3 separate regions of the Gossypium hirsutum genome follow, and all the other regions are linked to region 2. The links are chromatin contacts, called in public Hi-C maps. All regions are on one chromosome and are shown on one strand. The core of a region is the stretch at or near the end of the contact, and the rest is flanking DNA. Distances in the headings are between cores, read along the strand shown. Region 1 holds the start of LOC107899525 (lactosylceramide 4-alpha-galactosyltransferase). Region 2 holds the start of LOC107899535 (dnaJ homolog subfamily B member 13). Region 3 holds the start of LOC107899527 (putative GPI-anchored protein pfl2).

What was found. A called contact is a pair of places that touch in the nucleus more often than the background predicts.
Region 1: a Hi-C map of seedling shows a contact between it and region 2, with 4 times the contacts expected there. The contact joins the promoter of LOC107899525 here to the promoter of LOC107899535 in region 2. A contact is called at or near these places in 2 of 34 Hi-C or Micro-C datasets (leaf and seedling).
Region 3: a Hi-C map of leaf shows a contact between it and region 2, with 2.0 times the contacts expected there. The contact joins the promoter of LOC107899527 here to the promoter of LOC107899535 in region 2. A contact is called at or near these places in 5 of 34 Hi-C or Micro-C datasets (callus, hypocotyl and leaf).

The regions. Positions count from the first base shown.
Region 1 is chrD04:47,882,698-47,886,139 of Gossypium_hirsutum_v2.1, forward strand. It overlaps LOC107899525 (lactosylceramide 4-alpha-galactosyltransferase), which reads right to left and starts at 2,077. Exons shown (of 1, transcript XM_016825266.2): 1 at 459-2,077. The coding sequence starts at 1,821. The coding sequence ends at 547.
Region 2 is chrD04:48,256,356-48,259,576 of Gossypium_hirsutum_v2.1, forward strand. It overlaps LOC107899535 (dnaJ homolog subfamily B member 13), which reads left to right and starts at 1,578. Exons shown (of 3, transcript XM_041090743.1): 1 at 1,578-1,859; 2 at 1,931-2,355. The coding sequence starts at 1,695.
Region 3 is chrD04:47,937,742-47,941,247 of Gossypium_hirsutum_v2.1, forward strand. It overlaps LOC107899527 (putative GPI-anchored protein pfl2), which reads right to left and starts at 2,126. Exons shown (of 5, transcript XM_016825268.2): 1 at 1,712-2,126; 2 at 1,448-1,589; 3 at 550-664; 4 at 1-283. The coding sequence starts at 1,841.

The DNA.
Region 1 (3,442 bases), core at 827-3,326, 370 kb before region 2:
TGTAAAGATTATTCATTTTACAAAATTATATTATCTAATGGTTTATTTGGTTCATAATAATTTTTAATAGATTTACTTTTTTTACTCTCATAGTTGGTGTGCCAATCATTATCTAATTTAAAACCCCTGTTGAAACCAAAGTCAAGGCTTCTCCTCGATTATGATTTGGACTGCTTTGGTTCTCACGGCTAAACACTCTACAAATGCACTCTCTTATTATCTCACTCGCATACATGCTAAAACTCTTTCAACTATCATCAATTCATGCACTGATCATTTCTCACGCTCTAATACACCATTAGCTGTGACAATAAAAACTGATTCCATAAATGAAGCTTTGTTTGAACCAACATTCAAAACCAAAAAAACAAAAGTCAACAATATTAAGTCTTTCCTTCCTTTTTTTATTTTATTTTTTGTGTCCAATTAATCCACATTTAATTTACAATTTGAGGAAGGAAGAAACAGCACAGCCCTTGAATTCGGCCCTTTCAATGAACACACACTGTACAACATTTTGACACTAACAAGCCTTCACCATCTCTTCTAAGAGCTATATATACGTGTACACAAAACACAGTTCTGTGCCATTAATCTTTCCATTACACTTCCCTCTTCAACCACTAATTTGCTACTTTGCTTATTCCAGAGATGTACTCCATATGTTTGCCTCTTTAGCTGCTGCACCTTAGACTCTATCCATCTCGAGCCTGCCCTGTCTTTAGGCATCTTAAACAGACCTCCTATTTTAATCCAATCAACAGGATAAAAAGCCATAGGTGGTAAGATTGTAAAATTATAACCAGGTCTGCCTTCTACTCTGCGAACTACCCTTGAAACCATATAGGGCCCATTATGTCCCCATTTGTTCCCATCAAAAGTCAAAGCAAATTCCTCAATGAACTTGAGTACAAGTGGATGTTTCATATCAAAGACCAGTACTGCATTGTTCAATCTTGTCCAGTTCTTAGACACCACATCAATGCTTTGTGCTCCAATTGTGCTCTTCAACCCTTTAAAACTCCTCATCACTATGAAATCCGTATCCAAGTAAACACCTCCGTACTTGTATAACACTACAAGCCTCATCAAATTAGATAGATTCTGAGCCAACGGAATCACACCAGGGTCCTTTTTCCCACTCTTCATATCATCAAGCCAAGCTTCAGCAGGTGTATTCTTGACCAGAAATGGAAAGTCCGGTGCCACTGCTATAACTTTGAACCCACGATCAAGCAACGGTTTAAGGATCCTGTAACCTTGTACTGAGTCCATGGTTCTCGATAGAATCATCAAGCAACCATTAGGGTGGGCTTTGAAAACGCTTTCAGCAGCCATGATTTCCCTTCTCCCAAAGGACCCTACCTTTGAAATCCATGTCATGAAGAAGTGAAGCTCGCACCCACGATTGAAGAATTCAAGAACTCGGCCATGGAACTTCTTTGTCAACTCGTCTGACTTCAAAATCTCATGTTCTGGCAGTTTTCTCCTGAATTTCCCAATTCCACGTTTTTCTCTAGCACCCAAGGAAGAAGCTAGAGAATTCTGATGTTCACTATCACCATCAACGATGTTGTTTTTCGTGGAAACAGTCAGTGACAGAGGAAGAACAACATCGGACTTGATATTTCTTGTAACTGTTAGAGTCTGCAACGATTGGGAATCTTGTTTTTGAGTGAAGGCAGCCGATTCCAGCGAAATATTAGAAACGATACTATCTGTTAACATAAGAAACATCAGAAGAGCAAATAAGAACATAAAAGCAACAGGGGATTTAGCTGGAATAACAACCGGGCAGACGAAAATTTTGGTTGTCGTCATTCTGAAATATGGGGTGTTGAAGAGCTTAAAGGTATCTAGATATTAAGAATTGCACAAGTGTGCTAGAACTCCCAAGATAAAACTTTCATGGCGGTCAACGGGAAGACATTGTTTACAAGTTTAAAAAGAGGCACGTTACAATAATATAATTCATTGGTATTCACCTTTTAATCATTTTTGGGTCTAAAACTTATTAAACAAACCACTCTAAGAAAGCATTTTATTTGTTTAATATATTCGTATCTGGTAAGCTTGAAAAATGCCATAAACCAGTTGAAAACGAGTGATATGGTTAACAATTTCTACGCTCCTTTCTTCTCTTATATGAAGCCATCATTTTACGGAGAAGGGCGAGTGGTATAATGTAGACACGTCGCTATTTATTTTATTTTCTATTCAATAATTAAAATTCAACCCATATCTCCTGTAACAAAATAAGCAAATAAAAATATTGCATATGAATTTATAAGGTTGTTTAGAGAACGTAAAGTAAAAATCAATCTTTTTTTTCTCACATGGCTTCCACTAGTTTTGAGTAAAATTTGTAATTTTAAAAAATTGACACTCTTTAAATCAAAAAAAAAAAATAAACTCAAAAGTGGAAAGAGCAAAAGCAGAATTAAACCAATGTCTGCTTACGAATTTTGGATGAAAAAGTCTAAATTGTTAGCGACGTGGGGATGTGGGTAGGGATTGTCGACGTAAGACAGAGGCAAGTTGCCCCATGTTCATTTTAAAGCAAAAATTGAAATTAAGAAGCCCCTGATTGAAACCTTAATTATCAAAACTTGCTTTCGTGTGCCTAAAACCATCCAGGGGATTTAGAAGATTACTCATATATGTTTATAATTGAAATAGATTTGTACGTACACATCTATATCTGATTTATAGAGGGTACAACTTCTCATATCTCAAACTCCCAAGGTGTTACTATTGTCATCAACCCAAACACTCCATCCAAATATTTTCAAAAGTTGTATATTATTGCAAATGTTGATACTTTATTTCAACTATGTGTGGATTATTTCTAAATTTATTTTCTCTTAAATTTTATCGCCTATGAGCTCTCTCTAAAACAATTTCGCATATTAATTTAATTATCCCATCTATAATATTTAATCTTAATTATAATTGATTCACATATGTTTAGCATGTATAATTTTACTTGTAAATTAATAAAAGGAAAAACTTTTTTGATACCACAGCTCCCTTATATATCACAATAACTACGTAGTCATTTAACTTAATAAATAAATAAATAACATTGGTTTTGGTTCAATTCTACTAATTAGTTTAATATTTATAATGGTTGAATTTGATAGTATCAATTAATATAGTTGTAAATTAGGTTTTTTTTTTTAAAAAAACATATTCAATTATCTTGGATTGAATTTTAAATTTTTAATTCTAATCCAAAGACTAGCAATTAAATTCATTAGTTCAAATTTTGGTTAAAATAGTAGATTTGGTTCATGTTCTTCAATTTGATTAATTTTAATTCCCATACTTTTTTAAATTTTGAGTTTAGACTCAAACAATAGGATTAAATTCATTAATTAAAATAGTGTGTTTTTTGTTTGTGAGTATAATGTGAAAATAGTAAATTGTCATAACATTACAC
Region 2 (3,221 bases), core at 328-2,827:
AAGTGACATGACATTTAATGGAGTCTTTGTTGTTATTAACCGGCCAGTTGGACAGTTAGCACCAATTTAAACAGCCTCTTTTAGCACCAGTTTAAGGTTTAAGTAGTAGAAAAAGAAGAGGAGGAGAAGAAATGGAGATGTTGACCCCGTGACCCGATTCAAATCCCTTTCCAAGGATTGGGTTTACCTCACCTTGACCCCAACTTTCGTTGCCGACCATCTCCGCAGCTCTTCTTCTAATCCATTTCTCATCCTCCTTTGCTACAATACCTAGTCCAATTTCGACTTTGGGATCTTGCTAATCACTGACCTACTCTAGAATCCCTTGTCAACATTTGGCTGTCCTTTTGGAGGAACTGCTTCCTTTGTTCCCCAAAATCATGGGTTCAATCGATTGTTTAGTTTGTCTGGATGTTCCCTTGTTTTGCTTTTGATTTTGTTTTATGCAACTTTATAATGTTGGCAATGGAGTTTCTCCTATTTTGTTTTTCTCTTTTTGATTTTGTTTTGATTATGATTTTGCCTGGATGTTCCCTTTTTGTATATATCATATCATATCCCAGACTTGATAATGTTTCTTTAGAGGACTTTCCCCTTACTAGTTTGGTTGTGGGTACTAATAGTTTGACTCCAAATTGTCTTCAATCCTATTTTGATATGATTTTTTTCAGAGTTAATGACTTTGGGCAGTAGAAAAAGGTAGTTGGATCCCAACCGTGGTGGCTCCTTTATTGGGGGGTTGAAAAAGAAAAAAAAGGATAGGGTGGCGGTGGTTTGGAGGTCAACGATGGTGATGCCAAAGATGGTTGTGGCGGAGGCGTCGACCGCAAGATTCTTGGGATGGAAAAGAAGAAGTATAAATATATTGAGCCATTTACGCAAAAAAATAAAAAAATATTAGGTCATTCATTAAAAAAAGGGAAAAGGAAGGACAAAAAAAAAAGTCACTCAACTTTGCCTTGTCCAACGTGGCAAGTTAACTGGCCACGTCACCTGTCCCGTTAGGTCTGTAATGGAAAATGTTAATGGGTGACTGATTTGTCACTTTTCGATAACGTTAGTGACTGTTTTGTAATTTTTCGAAAGTTGAGTGACTGTTTTGCCAACTGCATCAAAGTTGAGTGACTATTGGTGTAATTTACCCTTTAGTCTTTCAATAAAAAATTGTCATTTTTCACTCATTCGTAATTTAAAAAAAATTCAAATTAATCTTATGATTTTAACTTCTTTATTTAAAAAAAACACACACATTAGTCAATTTATATAGCTCTGAAACCATATTAGTAATTTAAGTCAGAACATAATATTAAAATTAATAGAAAATAAAATTAAAGTATAAAAATTCAGTCTTCAAATTAAAAACCCAAAACTCATAATTTGATGATTTTATTTTAATATCAATTTGATGAAAATCTTACTATTATATATAAATATAATATGCTGACAAATACATGTTTAATAACCAACAGAAGGCCTCGTTGGATATTTATGTGATGAATTGCAAATGCGGGGGGCATTTTTGGCTATTAAGGAGAAAATTGATTATTAGGCCAGAAAAGATGGTAAGCCTGCGAGGATTTAGATGATGGGCCGTTGCCTATTAAAATTAGTCTCATATAATTCGTATGCAAACAACTCAAGTTGAAGCTCAAAGAGTACAGAGGAAAATTAGCCAACGGCAGCAGTAGTGAAGAATGGGTGTTGATTATTACAGGATTCTTCAGGTCGACCGGAATGCTAATGATGAAGATTTGAAGAAAGCGTATCGTAAGCTGGCCATGAAGTGGCATCCCGACAAGAATCCTAAATCCAAGAAAGAAGCCGAAGCCAAATTTAAGCAAATCTCCGAAGCTTACGATGTAATTAAATTTTTTTGCTTCCTTTTTCTGATCATCATTTTTAGTAATGGAAAGTTTTCAATCAATTATAGGTTTTGAGCGATCCCCAAAAGCGTGCGGTTTACGATCAGTACGGCGAAGAAGGGTTAAAAGGCCAGATGCCGCCTCCGGGTGCGGGAGGGTTTCCGGGAGGGGCGGACGGGGGTTCTGGCCCGACGATGTTCCGGTTCAATCCTCGGAGCCCCGAAGATATTTTCTCGGAGTTTTTTGGGTGTTCGAGTCCATTTGGAGGGATGGGTGATATGGGCGGGTCACGTGCTGGGATGTCGGGGTTCCCCAGGGGCATGTTTAGGGAAGACATATTCGGGTCGTTTAGGGGTGGAGCTGGGGAGGGTTCTACAACTATGCTCCGTAAAGGACCCGCTATTGAACAACCATTACCCTGCAGCTTGGAGGATCTATATAAAGGGACTACCAAGAAAATGAAGATTTCTAGGGATGTTATTGATGCTAGCGGGTAATCTTTTATTTTTAGTTAATATACTTAATTTTTTTTGGGGGGGGGGGTGGTGGTGGTATATTTAATTGGTAATGCTTAGTTATTCACTTTTTCATACTTTGATTTCTCTTTTTGAATAGGGAGCTTTCGCCTTTCAGCTTGACTCATATGTGGATCTAAATTCAATTCTTATTAGGTTTTGAGCATGACTTGTAAGTAATGTAGAACATCAATAATTGTATCTTGTGAAAGGTTTGTAGGCATTAGAGAATGAATAATTAACGTTGGTCACATGAGCTTAATTAGCAAGGGATGTTATTGTTTAAAGATGTTGCCAAGTTTGACTTTTTGCTTAAAATAGTGTTGCTTCTTATTAGGATGATAGGAATCTTATCATTTAAAATGATTGATTGTTTTCTGTGTAATGACAAAGCTGCATGACGATGATGCTTAGTGCTGGCTTGTTATGGTTTTGATTATTTGAGATCTGATGATGATCATCATAACTTCTCATAGCTATTGGATTGCGCCCTTTCTCGTTTAAGATCTTAATGCTCGGTACAAGTTTAAGTTAGTCAGCATTTGACACAAGAAAGCTTTATTAAGAATGTTTTCTATGGGGAAATGGGGATAACAATGCACCAACTTTAGCAAAATGATTTTGTTTTTCATTCCTTTTCCTCTTTTTGTTTTCTGTTTCAATCTTCTAAGCTACTTGAAACTTAAGTGCTCCTGGTCAGTTATTCAATTTAAATGTGAATTCAATGGTATTATATTATGATTATTTCATGCTATTTTACTGTTCCCTTCTCAACAAGCTTCGTTTTTACACTTCCTTTAATGTTGATGAAGATTAGATTGATTATGAAACTTCTTTGTTTATC
Region 3 (3,506 bases), core at 876-3,375, 320 kb before region 2:
GTGGAGCAGATCTAGTTGGAGTTGAGGATCTTGCTGTAGAAGCAGCAGGCTTTACGGAAGGCAAGTTGGCTCGTGATGTAGGAGTAGAAGACCTTGAAGGCTTGGTTGTCGTGGGAAGAGTGGGCCGACCAGTAGGTGTTGCAGGTCTACTAGCAGATTTTGAACCCCCGGAAGAGGATGGCCTTCTATTTAGAGTACTGGAAGAGATTACTCCGGCTGACGGAGCTTGTTGCTTTAAGGCAAGGGTGCTCTTCAAAGCAGGTTCCTCCGGGAGATTTGCCAGCTGAAACCCCAAGGCAAGATAAATTTGCAAGATATGACAAATAGGGAAGTAACAAAATCTCTAACAACCAAAGAGCAAATAAATCCAGTAAATTGTCATAACTTGACAACCATAACACATGCCAAAGAGATTTAGTGCTCCCAGTATGACATGATAGAAACTGAAACTCCTATTACAACTTAATTTTGGCAATCTGGACAGGCTCATCACAGCAGAAGGAAAAGGGTTGAAAGCATTAAGAACTCAAATCACATAAGAGTTCTTACCCTTGTTTTCAGTGAAACTGGACGAGCATTAGACATCCCAATCTGGCTCATTAGAGTCTTCTGTGATTCCATTTCCAAAGAGGGAAATAGTGGTGTACCAGGTGGAGTAAGAAGCCTGAAGACAGAAGATATCTCCCATTAGTACTGACTACAGAGCAAAAGAAACAAATCAACATTGAACCACAGAATTCATACGGTAACCATAAGGAAATGTAAACTGTCAAAGCATTAAAATATAATTATCAAGTTTTGAAATGTCTGTTTCTTTTTCTGGGAAGAATATCTTAAACAAATTCTGTTGCCAAAAGGTAAAAGCAAATTTGAAAGAGGGAATAGATCATATGGATGCCAATAAAGTTATTAGCATTGCGGAAACAACAAATTTAACATTAGGCCACATCCTTCACCTAAAAACTTCAGCCACTGGATTTTGGGATAATTACCATATCTAATCTTTGCACTCTCACAACTTACTACCTGATGTATGATTGATATGGAGACTATAAAATAAAATCAAATAATAAATTTTAATTCTCCATTTAAAAAACCTTTTTCATGTCAAAATCCAAATTTTACAAAAAGCAAATGAATGCTTTCTTTTAAAGATTTAGAATGATGTCAAGTACTTCTCTTTATGGCTTAATTGGTACCCATACCTTTCCCCCTTAAAAGGAAGCTTTAAGATAAAATTCAAATTATTGCTTAATACAAACTTCATATTCTTTCTTTTGGTTAAAAAAAGCAAGAAAGGATATTTGATAAGCACGTAGATTCAATTACCCAAAACCTAGAGCTCCATAATAAACATCTTACTGCTCTAAGCAGAGATCGATCGTAAATTTTAAGGTTAAAATCAACCAAAGCAGCTAGAGAGATATAAGATATCTTTAGCATTTACCAATCATAATCAGACTTTTCGTTCTCCGAATTCAAAAAATTATCTGCTGCAGTCTTTCGTACAGGCAAGGCCGAGAAGATCTTCGATACCGGAGAACCTCCGCCACCGACGTTTCCGTTTCCGTTTACGGTTACGTTAGATCCTATTTCAAATCCAAGAACATCACTTTAGTCAACAGTCAACAAACATACAACCACTTCAAAAAAATAAAGTAGTGTTCCACAAGGAAGAACCTCAAAATGAAGTTAAAATCATTTAGTTTACCAAAAGGAACATTGAGTTGTTGTTCAGATTTGTGAACGGAGAGAAGATTGTTGCTTTTCTCTTTCTCCTTCTCTCGTCTCCGCATTTCCAGGAACAAAGCTAGTTCTTCGTCTCTCTCCTTCATCACCATTATCGGTCTCTAAAAACTGATCAAAGACACCATAAAAATCACCACCAAATCCTTTCTTCTTAGATCCAAACCTGAACTCCAAATTCCAAAAAAAAAAAAAGAAAGTTGGTTCAACGAAGGAGGAACTTAGTAGTATTACAACGTCATTTCCGTGTGAAAGAGGGAAATGTTTAATTTTTAAAGAAAAAAATATTATTTCTTTTGTTATTTTTTTAAATTTTATTTTAGTGAATGATCTGACAACCAACAGGTGCTTGTCTGGGTTTTAGCTCAGAAGAAATTTGAAAATTTGAAGGAGGGTGTTTAGCCATTGTTAGATGTTTATATAAATTACCCTTAATTATAGAGATAATCACTATAATGCCATTTTTCTTGTACTAAAAATCTAAAATTTCTTTCTATTTAAGACAAAATAAATTCTTTCTACTTTGTTCCAGATTTTCGGGGTAAAAGATAAAAGGTGTTTTTTTTAGATTTAAGGTGGGTTTGGATGGTAGTGAAGTGTGTCTAAACTTATTTTTTATTTTATCTTCGTATCTAATTTTATTACTATCGTTGCTTTTACATTAATTGTAACTAAACGCACCATTCATCTAAACTCACTCTTGGAGTAAATTTTTAGTGAATAATAATATATATAAAAACTGGTTGAATTAGAAAAAGGGTTTTTGTTACCTTCATTTTAATTGTAGTTAGGATAAACTTTTTTTCTATTTTAAGATTAAGTAGGATTAGTGATAATGAATGTAGACTTTATATCATATTACTTCACCTAATGAGTTGCATTTTTATTAAAAAGCTATGATTGCCCATTTTTGTTAATACGATTTAGAATTTATTATTAGGTTGTTTTTGTAATTTGTCATAAGATAAATAAAAATATATTTAAAATTTTATTTGTGTATTTTAGATATGTTCGAACTAATATATAATTTAAAGATGGCGGAGTGGCAATTTAAGTAATTATGTGATAGAAAGAAGTCGAATTACGAATCATTTGAATAGAACATTCTTGAGGCAGCAGCATGGCACATGGTGGAGGATTGACTAAAACCAACACTAAATAAATAAATAAAAAGAGGTAAAAACCTCCGCAAGGTAGCGGATACTTTCCTCTCAACTTAAAATTCAAAAAATGCTGAGTTATTAAACTCGGGCAATCTCGAGATGAACAAACGATTGGCAATCCAACGGCCATGATTTAAATTAGGGAGACGCAGGACAGCGAGCCTCGTGAATCGAGAGGCGCCGGTGGCTGCCATGCATTTTGGTTTTGTTGTTGAGCGGGCCCAACTAACCACTCAAACTGCATTTGATGCCCATTCTTTGGAAATTAGGACCATTTCCAAATGTTTCTTTTATATTTTTCTTTGATGAGCAATGCATTTAATCATGGGTAAACTACACCCATGGTCACTTTTATTTACCTTAGGTTACATTTCAGTCACTTATATTTGAAATGTTACGTTTTAGTCACTTACGTTATTGTGTTGTAACATTTTAGTCACTGAGCCGTTAATTGTCGTTAATGGTGTAATAGTAAGCTGACGTGGCACGTTAAATTATCATTTCAAACAAAAACTTTAGGTTAAATTATACAATTGGTCCCCATAATTTTTCATTTTGAGCAATTTAATTCTTTTATGTTCTTTTAACTTTCATTCT